Linked DNA regions of Arachis hypogaea: region 1 is linked to region 2. A link is a contact called in public Hi-C data. All regions are on one chromosome and are shown on one strand. The core of a region is the stretch at or near the end of the contact, and the rest is flanking DNA. Distances in the headings are between cores, read along the strand shown. Region 1 holds the start of LOC112734157 (CDPK-related kinase 3). Region 2 has its middle 7.5 kb from the start of LOC114924620.

Region 1 (5,321 bases), core at 2,211-4,710, 52 kb before region 2:
AGAATGAAGAGAGAAAAACGATATGTATATATATTATATAAATTTTTCTTAATCTTTTTATTTTTATTTTATTTAAGTGCCAAAATAAAATTATACTATTTAACTATATATCTAATTAGACAAGTTAGAATCAGTTTAGTACTTTGTTGGTAACTCAATTTTAGAAAAGAATTTAAAAATTAATATAGTATATATAGAGCTGAATCTCAAAAATTATTATAATAAATTTTAAATGTAAATAATAAAAATGATAAATTTAAAGAACCACTCTAAATATTTATTCTATTAATTACTCATGTATCTGTTGTTCTTATCTCCTCTTAATTGATAATCAATAATGAATTATAATTGTATAATGATGATATCATACCATATATCATATATGTAGTAAATTAATATTATTATAGATGAGAAGATATCATTATCCCTCTAATACCACCGTCCATCCATCTCCAACCATGTATCCAGGTGTTATGACAAAGCCAAATATGGCAAACTCAGTCTACTATGGAAACCTTCTCTATTGTACAATATTTTAGAACTTGTATCCATCTCAAAGTTACTAGGTCAAACCGACTTTTAACGCATTATTTAGATGGAGAGAATATGAAAAGAAAGAAAAAAAATGTGAGTTTTTTGTTATTTAAATGAAAAAGAAAAATAGGGTGAAAGAAAAAAAATTGATACCCACTAATTTTTTTTCAAAGATGAGAGAAAAATAAAAAATATATAAATAAGAATAAAATGACTAATTTATTTTTTTGATTAATAAAAAAAACTTAAAGATATTAATGTAATATTTTTTGTTATAATTTTTTTTATTTTTTTATCTAAACAAAAATAATTCTTTCTATTTTTTATTTATTTTTTCTTTATCCAACAATATATAAAATAACTTATTATATATATATATTTTTTTTCTTTCTATCATCTATCCAAATGAAGTGTAAAGGAGACAAATAAAGTAAATTCACATTTTGATCTTTCAAAAATTCATTTTTATTATCTCACTTTATGAAAGTAATTTATTAGTTAATAATAAATCTTTAAATAAAATTTAAATTTACAACGAATTTATTTTTGAACTGTGAAAACAAAAAATATCATAAACAACAAAAAAATTAGTTTGACTAATATGTAAAATTTAATCAACCAAATTGTGAATTTTACTCTTATCTATATATCCCAAATCTATCCCAAAAGTTTTAGTCTCGAAGAAATTAAGTCAAGTCAGATTATAAATACTTTTTACCAGAAACAAAAGAGAAAGAAAGAAACTAATAACTACTCGCACTAGTCCACCATTTTAGTGGTTATATCCATGCATCTCATAATTCTCATTTCAGTGACACATACATTAACATGAAATTGTCATGTCATTATTTTGATTAACGACCTAATTATGATAATAATTATATTAAATATATATTAAAATTAATTACTATATAAAATATATATTAAAAATAAATTAAATAATATATATATTTAGACTAATTTTTTTATATTAATTAAATATATGTATAATACATTGTTATTGGAAGATTAAGTGTTTTTTTATGATGTTTTATTCAAATCGGACGGTCCAATTTATTTAAAAAAGAAAATAAACTATAAATTAAAGAGTTTAATTTGTATTTTTTATTTTTTATTTTATTTTTTAAAATAAAAATTGAACAGTCTGATTTTAATATTAATTTTTTTATTTTCGAAATCACAAATCGGAGGGCCGATTTGTGATTGTTTGTTTTAAAAAAAAATAACACAAACAAATAGGTGCATCCGATTTGTATATCTCATACCAATGTGAAATACACCTCTTTTCATAGCTTTTTGTTATACATCTCTTTCTTTCACACATGAAAAATAATAACTTATATATTTATATATAAATATATAATATTAATTTTAATATATATATATATATATATAATATTTTTAGTTTTTTAATACATCATCATAGTCCAGAAACAGAAAGAGAAAGAGACAAAGAAACAAACCAACGGCCTTGATCAAAATTCAAAAGTCAATCCCAGCCCATTCCCATGGAAACCATTGATTCTCCATAAACGAAAGCCACTCTTTGGGACCCACAGTAGCATTCCACGTATGCACCATACACTCACGACTTTTATTATTTTAATTCTTTAAATCTAAAAATTCAGCTCCAAACACGGTATTGATCACTGGATTCTTTTCGGTATTAAGCCAGTAAATAGGATATTGACCTATCTTTGATTTGTCATATTAAATACATAATTAAAGATCTTTGTTTCATTTTACACTTAAATAAAATAAAAAAATTATTTTAAAAATAAAATAAATAAAACAATTAGTATATTATATAAAAAATTTTTCATTTTTTTTATTTTTGCTTTATTTAAACACTAAAATAAAATGATATTTAGTCTTATGTTAGCATGATAAACTAGAGCATGTTCGATATTCCATTTTGCCACTTTAGTGTTAAAAAGTGTCTATAGATTAATATAATGTTAAAAATTAGATTTTGAGAATTAATATAATAAATTTTAAATTTTAAAGACTAAAATAATTATTAAAATAAATTATTTAGGTATTAAATTTATCGAAATATAACTTTTGCATATTGTATACGTAAATACAATTTTTATTAAATTATATAAATTGTAAGAGGCGTCCCACATATATACAAAATGACTTGAAACCGCAGTTGAGGATCTCGCAGTTGTTGTATAGATGTGAAATGTGCATAAATCACGACTATTTTTGTTTCTCCATCTCTATCTTTTTACTTTGCATCACCATGCATCATTATACCTCTAGCATTAGTCCTACTACATTGCTTAGTTCTCCTATGCTCTCCAATTCTAAGTTATTCCGCTTTTTTCTTCTTTTTATATTTTTTGTTAATTTTTTCAATGATTCTTTTGATTAAGCTGTTTCAATTTTATCAAAAGATCAATTTTTTTAGAATCTGGGATGTTATTTTTTTTAGGTTATATTTTTTCTAACTACTGATTTATTTCATTGGCTAAATTCTCTGCCACTTGATCAAAAGAATTTCAATAATGCTTCTTATTCTTCTTTTAAATTTTAGAACAATGTTACCCTTGTCGATCCTAATCCTTTGCCTCCTTGCTCTGCCTCTCGAAAGATGGTTATAATTGGAGAAAATATGGTAAAAAACAAGTATAATGAAGCTAGTGAAAATTACACTAAAGTTAATGGTTCAGATCGTAAAAATATTCAACCAAAAACAAAAAACACATACACAGAAAATGTGAGATTCCTATTGTAGTTTCTAGTCATTTTGTATATTAATATAAATCACTAAAAGAATATAACGGTTTATATACATTTAAAATTTGTGAAACTCCTCTCACAATTTATATAATTTAATAAAAAAATGTATTACATATACAATATGCAAAAGTGATATTTCCATAAATTTAAAACTCACATGTTTGATTTTAGTCATTTGCCCTCAAAATTATATGTCCCTACACACTTTAGTCTACAACCACCCTTTAAAAGAAAATAGTATTATGTCACACTCACAACTCACTCTGTTCAAAAGCCTCAAACACACTCAACAACAGACCTTCCTTGGTCTCTTCTCTTTTCTCGGCCTCTGTCTCTGTCGCCACTCACACTCTCTCTCTTGAAAAAAAAACTAACATTCTTTACTTTCTCTCTCTACCTCACCTGCCAAAAACTAATTCCCGCGCTTTCATTCTTTCCTCCGACCAGATCCGCCGTTCAGATCTTTCTGATCCACCGAGAACGCTCTTCAACCCTCCGATGTGCTGACTTTGACTCCTTTACTCTGATCACATACACCGCCGGTGGAAAAAACTTCAAAATTACGCAAACTTTTCACCAATCATGGGGCAGTGCTACGGCAAGACTAATCCCTCGCCGGAAACTGACGCCGCCGCGATTCCCAGCTCCGACGACCTTCCTCCGCCGTCAGTCACGCCCTCGGTGAAGAACACTCCGGCGAGAGCTTTATTGTCGCCGTGGCGGAGCCCTTACCCTCACGGAGGTGGCGTGACACCGTCTCCGGCTAGGACAGCGACGCCGAGGAGGATTTTCCGGCGGCCTTTTCCACCTCCGTCTCCCGCGAAGCATATTCGTGCGTCGTTGGCGAAGCGACTGGGGCGAGGCGCGGTGGCGGCGAGGGCAAAGGAGGGGACTATACCGGAGGAGGGAGTGGCGGCGGCGGAGGAAGAGGAGGAGGTGCTGGATAAGAGGTTTGGATATGGAAAGAATTTTGGTGCAAAGTATGAGATTGGGAAGGAAATTGGGAAAGGGCATTTTGGTCATACTTGTTATGCAAGGTGTAAGAAAGGTGAATTCAAGGACCAAGCTGTAGCAGTTAAAATCATTTCCAAGTCTAAGGTACAATTGCAATTGCAATTACATGGTACGATTTTAATTTGAATCTAAATGTTTATATTTAGTTGTGTTAGCATAGATTAGATTATATGTTTGAATTATTAATCAATCAATGTTCTGTGTTGGCTTGTGCTAATTTGTATGGAAGATGTTAAAAATGCTAAGAATTGTTGGAATGAGGCACCACATTGTTTCAGCTAGTTGGCACTCTGATTGCTCTGGCCTCTTATGAAGAATATGATGGCATTTTTAGTTGACAATTTTGGTTTATATTTGCTGGCCCTTAATTTAGTCTTTACTAGATTCATTGCCGGCCATCCGTGAGATCGTTAGGCTGTTACAGTTGTGTATTGTTCATCCATTCTCATTTCTATAGTAGTTATTCGTTGTTCGTTTGTCTGAACTGCGAAATGATTATGAAATTGTCTGAAGTTCTGAAATTTGTTGTTCTGTACTTGAAAATTAAACTCCATGGATGAATTTTGAGGTATGTCGATTTGTCATGGTGCGAACTGAGCAAATATGATCCTAGAATGATGTGCTGTTTTCTCTTCACTTGAAGAAGTTTCTTCAAGTTTTTTAACTCCCTGTCCTGTGGTAAGAGTATTTCGGTTTTTCACTTTTTCGTTATTATATCTTCTAGGCCTTCACATGCCCGAGTGAAATTATTATTGGCGGTTACCATGTTACATTATCCATATTTTTTCCCTTCTTTTGCAAAATGCATAGTTGGCAACTCCTGTAGTCTTAATAAGCTTTCTCTGGCAGATGACGACGGCGATAGCAATAGAAGATGTTCGGAGAGAGGTGAAGATCTTAAAAGCTCTATCTGGCCATAAGCATCTGATCAAATTTCATGATGCTTTTGAGGATGCCAACAATGTGTACATAGTAATGGAGTATGTTGTTTATCTTATTTTAATTATTATCTGTAGTAAGTATTT
Region 2 (5,839 bases), core at 1,859-4,358:
TTTTTATTGTAGTATATATGTAACTATTATTTATTGTTGTACAGCGTATACTGATATATCGTCAATTAACCAAGCTTCACACCTAATCTAACCATAAAAGAGAATAAGAAAAATTTTTGGGCCAATAATTTTTAGTATTTTTTATTATTTAATCAATATAAATATTAAATTATTTTTAATAAATAAATGTTATTAATTTATGTATATAAATTTAAAAAAATATAAATATAAATTATATTGATTTATATATATAAAATTTAGTTTATATTTTTTATGTACAAATTCTCTATAAATATGAGTGTAATAACAATATTTACTAATCATTTAACATTACTTAGAGAATAATTTAGATAAGTATACAAAACAAGATAAGAACAAAAAGATGTTCTATAAAACTATACTTGATCTTGTTGAGATGATGATCCTTTGAAACAACCACTAAAATGGTTGTGGTGATGGTGTTGAAGGGATTTATTATTATTACTATTATTATTATTATTATTATTATTATTATCCCTATCAATAAGTTCTTGAATGTACCTAAACTCCTTCAAATGACAAGGGATGATTATGGTTCCTTGTTGATCAAAACCATACTCATCTTCTGCCTCCTTAAGAAGCTGAGAAAACAATGGATGATTGAGATACATCACAGGCATAACAATCTTCTCTTGTTCCTCACCATGCCCTACTTTGATTGGCAAATACCCTTTTGGAATTATTGCATCTTTGTTATTCATAACTTTCTTCCTTTGATAATGATGATCCAATTTTTTTTCTTCACTTCCTAACATTTGAAACAAAGCTAAGATATAGAAGCTAAGGACAATACCCTAAAAATTTGTGTTAGCTAGGTTTTTAGATATAAGTATTTTAATTATGGTATATAAATAATAATATATATATATATATATATATATATATATATATATATATATATATATAGTGGATATTTTGGAAGATATTTTATTTTGTATCTAATTGATGGCAACCAAAATCAACCCTACAAATTAAACTTAACCTAGCTATCAATGGCGGCACAGTCATAGAGGTGTCATCACCATAAAGAAGATGAGGTGAGATGGAATAATCTATAATGAAGAAAAGAAAAAAGAAAGAAAGAAAAAATGGATTAAGTCGGTTATTTAATTATATAAAATGTATGACTTGGACTCTATGACCTACTATTTGTCTATACAAGTGGTATATGCTGAGCCATAGTCACAATTATATAATAATATTGTTAATGCATGCCTAAAAAATAAATAATGTTAGAAAATTAATATTTTCAGCTAATATTAGATAATTATTTTATTTATTTTAAATTTTAAATTTTAAATCATAATTTTTTTATTTTACTTCCTAATTATAAACTTTAAAATTAGTTAGTGTTGATTATATTAATTAAAAATTAATTTTTTATATTTTCTTGTAAATAAAAAAGGTTTTGTGAAGAGAGACGCAATATTGCTTGAATGGTTTATATATCTCTTTTATTTCATTTTATTGTTATAAGAATAAATAGATAAGAGTATTAAAAAACAAAAATACAATTAAGAGATTTCAAAATAGTTTAATACATTTTAGAAATTTTTTATACAAGTTAAAACTGTCCTTTTATATCTAATATTTTGTTGGTGTACATTTTGTAATTTCTCAAATTGTAATGTAATAACAATTCAAAAAATTATGTTTAGTTTGTCAGAAAAACAGTTTTAACTTGTCTAAATAATCTTTCAGATGTATCGGATTATTCTAAAATCTGGGTTGGGCAATTAATATAAAGATGGATACAAATGAAAATAGATTGGTTTGGACTAGAAGTGAGGAAAGGTTTATGTGTCACACTTTTTAATTAAGCTTTGATGTCAATGCCAATAGGTGTCCAGTGAAGTGTTCATTGCTTAATTTGTAATTGAGTTACGCAATTTGGTGTTTAATTTGAATGAAACTGGGAATTAATTAGTATAAGTAAACAAAATCTTGATGAGATATCACAACTCATACATACATACATGGATATTAAAATTAAATTTGACGTTTTTGTAAATTAAACTTGCATTTAAATTTTTTTTATTCAATTAAATTAGGTATACACTAAAATCAACTATTATATTTGACCACTAGTATAAAATATATATTAAAAGACAGAATACATATTAAAAATATATCTGTATAAAAATATATAGTGAATATTTTTGTTTTTTATTAGTTAGTTGAAACTAACATTCTAAAATCATCATATACGCAAGATGAGAATTAACATCTCATGAATGATTTCTTGATTATTGGATGACTTAACATCTTTCTTGATTGAGATATTCAATTTATTTATTTTCTGTGTGTGCAACTTTTTTTCTCTTTTATTTTTTGGTATTACTCAAGCCTCAAGGTATTTATTGTCGACAGAAATTTCTTCATTAAAAAAGCTTTTCAAATGTAATAGATATTCGCCTTTTCAAATGTAATAGATATTCGCCGAGAAACCATTTTCGTACGGAAATAAATTATTTAAATTTTTTTCTCAATTAATATTGTAAAATGTTATCTCACACTATTCAAAACTTAACTAAGATCAAATAAAAAATTGTGAAAAAAAAGGCTTTTTTATATAAAAATTATTAGTGTGTTATTTTTTATTATGAAAACCACAAATTGGAGAGTCGATTTTGTGTTTTAAAAATTTTAAACAGTTAAAATCCACAAATTAGAGGATAGATTTTGTATTACTTCACAAATCGAATGATAAGTTTTGTATTTTAAAAAAAAAATTAAACTTCACAAATCAGATGATTAAATTTGTGATCTTCATATAAAAAGACATACCAAATTTCATATATTATTAAAAAATATTATTATAAATTCAATATCAAAATCAAAAAGCCTGAAAAAAAAAAGAGTCTTATATAATGTAAATTAAAATCACATTTTACAAAATCAACAAAATCAATTGAGAGTGAAAAAAAATTAAAAAATCTATTTCTCTTTCGATAAAGCAATAAACATTCCTAATTTTTTTTGTTTTTTGTCATAGGTATAGGCTTGAGGAACCAGCCCAACCCAGAGCCCGACCGGACCCGATATTCTGCTCCATTTACAGTTTTACTTTTACACCGAAATTAGAGTAGAATGCAAGTGTGATACATTGAAACTTTGATTAGTTGGGTTGGGCTATTGATATAAAGACTGGACCAACCAAGTTGGGCTATGATTCAGTGATACAATGAGCAGCATATTTTTTAAATTCCAAAATAAAAAAATAATCTAGTTAATTGCAACTCCATCAAAACCTCCAAACAAAAAAATTTATCATCAACGAGTATAATTTAGTGGTTAGCCCGCTGAAGTAAATGTCACACGTTTGGATTCTATCTTTTGTATGTAGATTATTAGTGAGCGACAAAACTTAAATTTATAATGAATTAGTTTTTAATTTATCAAAATAAAAAATATAATAAAAAATAAAAAAATAAATCAATTTTTTATTTAATTAATAATCTCCATCCGTTTTGTAGGTTTTATATTATTTGTTGCGGCTGGATTAAATATTACTTGAGATTTTAATATTTTTTAAGAAGTAAGTATTTAAAATTTTTAAAATTAGACACTTTAATTCTTCAAGTTTCAAAATATATAAAATAATTTTTAATATTTATGACTGTTAGATAATACAGTTTATCTCTGTTAAGTGATTATTGACGTAAAATATTAACTTGTACATATAATTATTAAGTGTCTACATATTCGAGTTAGACAATTCAGTTCTTAAAATAGTGAAGTAAAAAATAATGTTCGAAGAGTTTAAAAAATCTCAAAATAATTCTTAAAATATTTTAAAGATTTCAAAACAGTCCCTTCGAATATTTTTTATTTTTTTAAAATAAATTTAAAAAAATATTTTTAAGTTATTTTTTTTTTTGGTACAATTACTAATTTCAGTAGCACAAATAATTTTAACTACAAATTTATTTTATGTAACATTACAATCAATGAATTCCAAATCTTTCTAAGAAACATTAGATGTAGTTACTGTTAGTGATTAACAAAAAAAAAAACTATATTATTTATGAAAAATAAACATTGAAGATTATTTTGTGTATTTTAAATCTTATAGAATTAAAGTGTCTAATTTTAAAATTTTCAATATCTGATTTGGATAATTAGTGTTAATTAAATACTATTTTTGTTCCGTAATGCAAGTATAAATTCTTTAATTAGACTTTTTGTAATTGAATGAATATATAGCTTTTTCTTTTTTTTTAAATAATATTTTTGGTCTTGGAAGAGTAAAATTGTCTTTATAAGCTGAGAATCATTGTCTTAACCCAACTTTGATTTAATTTATTTTTTATTTCCTTTTATTTTATTTTTTTGAAAGGGAGGGCAGTTGGAGTGCAAAACAAAATTGTCCACTAGTGAGTTGGGTGACATATGATTGTAATTTCATAACCACGTCGAATTGAACATAACAGAAGTTTGTCAGCAAAAACATGAAAAATAAAAAACATCAAAAAATAAAAAATAAAAAATAAAAAATAAAAAGCTGATACGGGATCTTTGATAGATGGATTGCCCTCCTTAATTGGGCCCTCGGCTTTCAACATATTTTTTAACAAATATATATTTTAATAAAAAAAACATTTACATACAATATACAAACACATATTTTGATACCTTTTCTAGATTTTGGTGTGATTTACAATTTTAAAGCCATTTTTGTATCATTAAATTGAATTTCGTTATATTAAATTACCATAGTTACCTCACTTTTTGTATATAATTAACACAATTAAATTAAAGAAATACACATCAAATAGATCAGCATCATCATTATACAAACTAACATGCAAGTCGAACATTCTAGCATCTTAATCACAAGCTAAGTTACCACTTACCATTGAAAGGGGCTAATTGTTGCATCTTCATTTTTCAACATATAGACTGATTTTAATCCAACAAAATGGAAGAAAATGGCAAATTCAAAGTCATCTCTAACCACTTAGATTCGTTTAATGGTTAATTTGAGTCGAATCTTATAAATTCAAATTCGTATTGAATTAATCTTTGACCTGTAGACTGAAAAATAACTAAAAAATAAAAGTAGTCTTTGATTTATAACCCACTTGAATCCATCAAAAGGGTTTTATTTCAAGAGATGAAGTATGGAACACCAAATTATTAATTAATCTTACACTACATATACAAAGTGAAGTATTAATTGAAATTGTTCAAAAGAATTCCGCCAGCTTATAAATTATAAGTTTGTTTGTTATAAAATTATTTCTTTTAAAAATTTAAGTTGACAAAAAAATATTATAATTAGAGTTTTTTTTGTTAAGATGATAGATTAACAATTCCAAATTTTAGATATTACAACATCACAATATTCACGTCATATTACAAACTCATACACCAACACTAAGAATTTCTGTCCACTATTGACCTTAGTCAAATCTCAAAGTCAGATGCATTTTTTGCAAAACAAAGATCATTAGTTCATTACTACTAAACTAAGACCTTATGCACATAGTGGTTATATATCTTACATTGGTTAATATACATGTCTTAAAACACATATATTAAAATGGTGAAGCGTTCAGAAAGAATTGGAAGAACTTCACAAGATGAGAAAATAGTGACCAGAGAGAAAATTGGGGTTCTCTCTCAGTCTCAAAATTGATTTCATTGAATTGGTTTCTAACTCAATTTTACAGCTGGCTACAACTCTTAAATAACAACAATTAGCCTCCTAACTAACTATTATTTACAACTAACTCAGCTACTAACTCTAACAAATTAACTCTACATATTTTCTCATGTAACACCCACTCTCAAGCTA

Evidence for each region. A called contact is a pair of places that touch in the nucleus more often than the background predicts.
Region 1: a contact with region 2 is called in a Hi-C map of an unstated tissue, with 4 times the contacts expected there. The contact joins the promoter of LOC112734157 here to the enhancer-like site in region 2. A contact is called at or near these places in 3 of 8 Hi-C or Micro-C datasets (leaf and an unstated tissue).

What each region holds. Positions count from the first base shown.
Region 1 is chr2:5,028,606-5,033,926 of arahy.Tifrunner.gnm2.J5K5, reverse strand. It overlaps LOC112734157 (CDPK-related kinase 3), which reads left to right and starts at 3,460. Exons shown (of 11, transcript XM_025783380.3): 1 at 3,460-4,380; 2 at 5,146-5,276. The coding sequence starts at 3,865.
Region 2 is chr2:4,975,505-4,981,343 of arahy.Tifrunner.gnm2.J5K5, reverse strand. No RefSeq gene overlaps it. Among protein-coding and RNA genes, the nearest start is that of LOC114924620, 7.5 kb to the right of the region's middle. Within about 2 kb of position 3,108, at least 3 of the 3 cell types and tissues checked have open chromatin away from gene starts, as enhancers often do.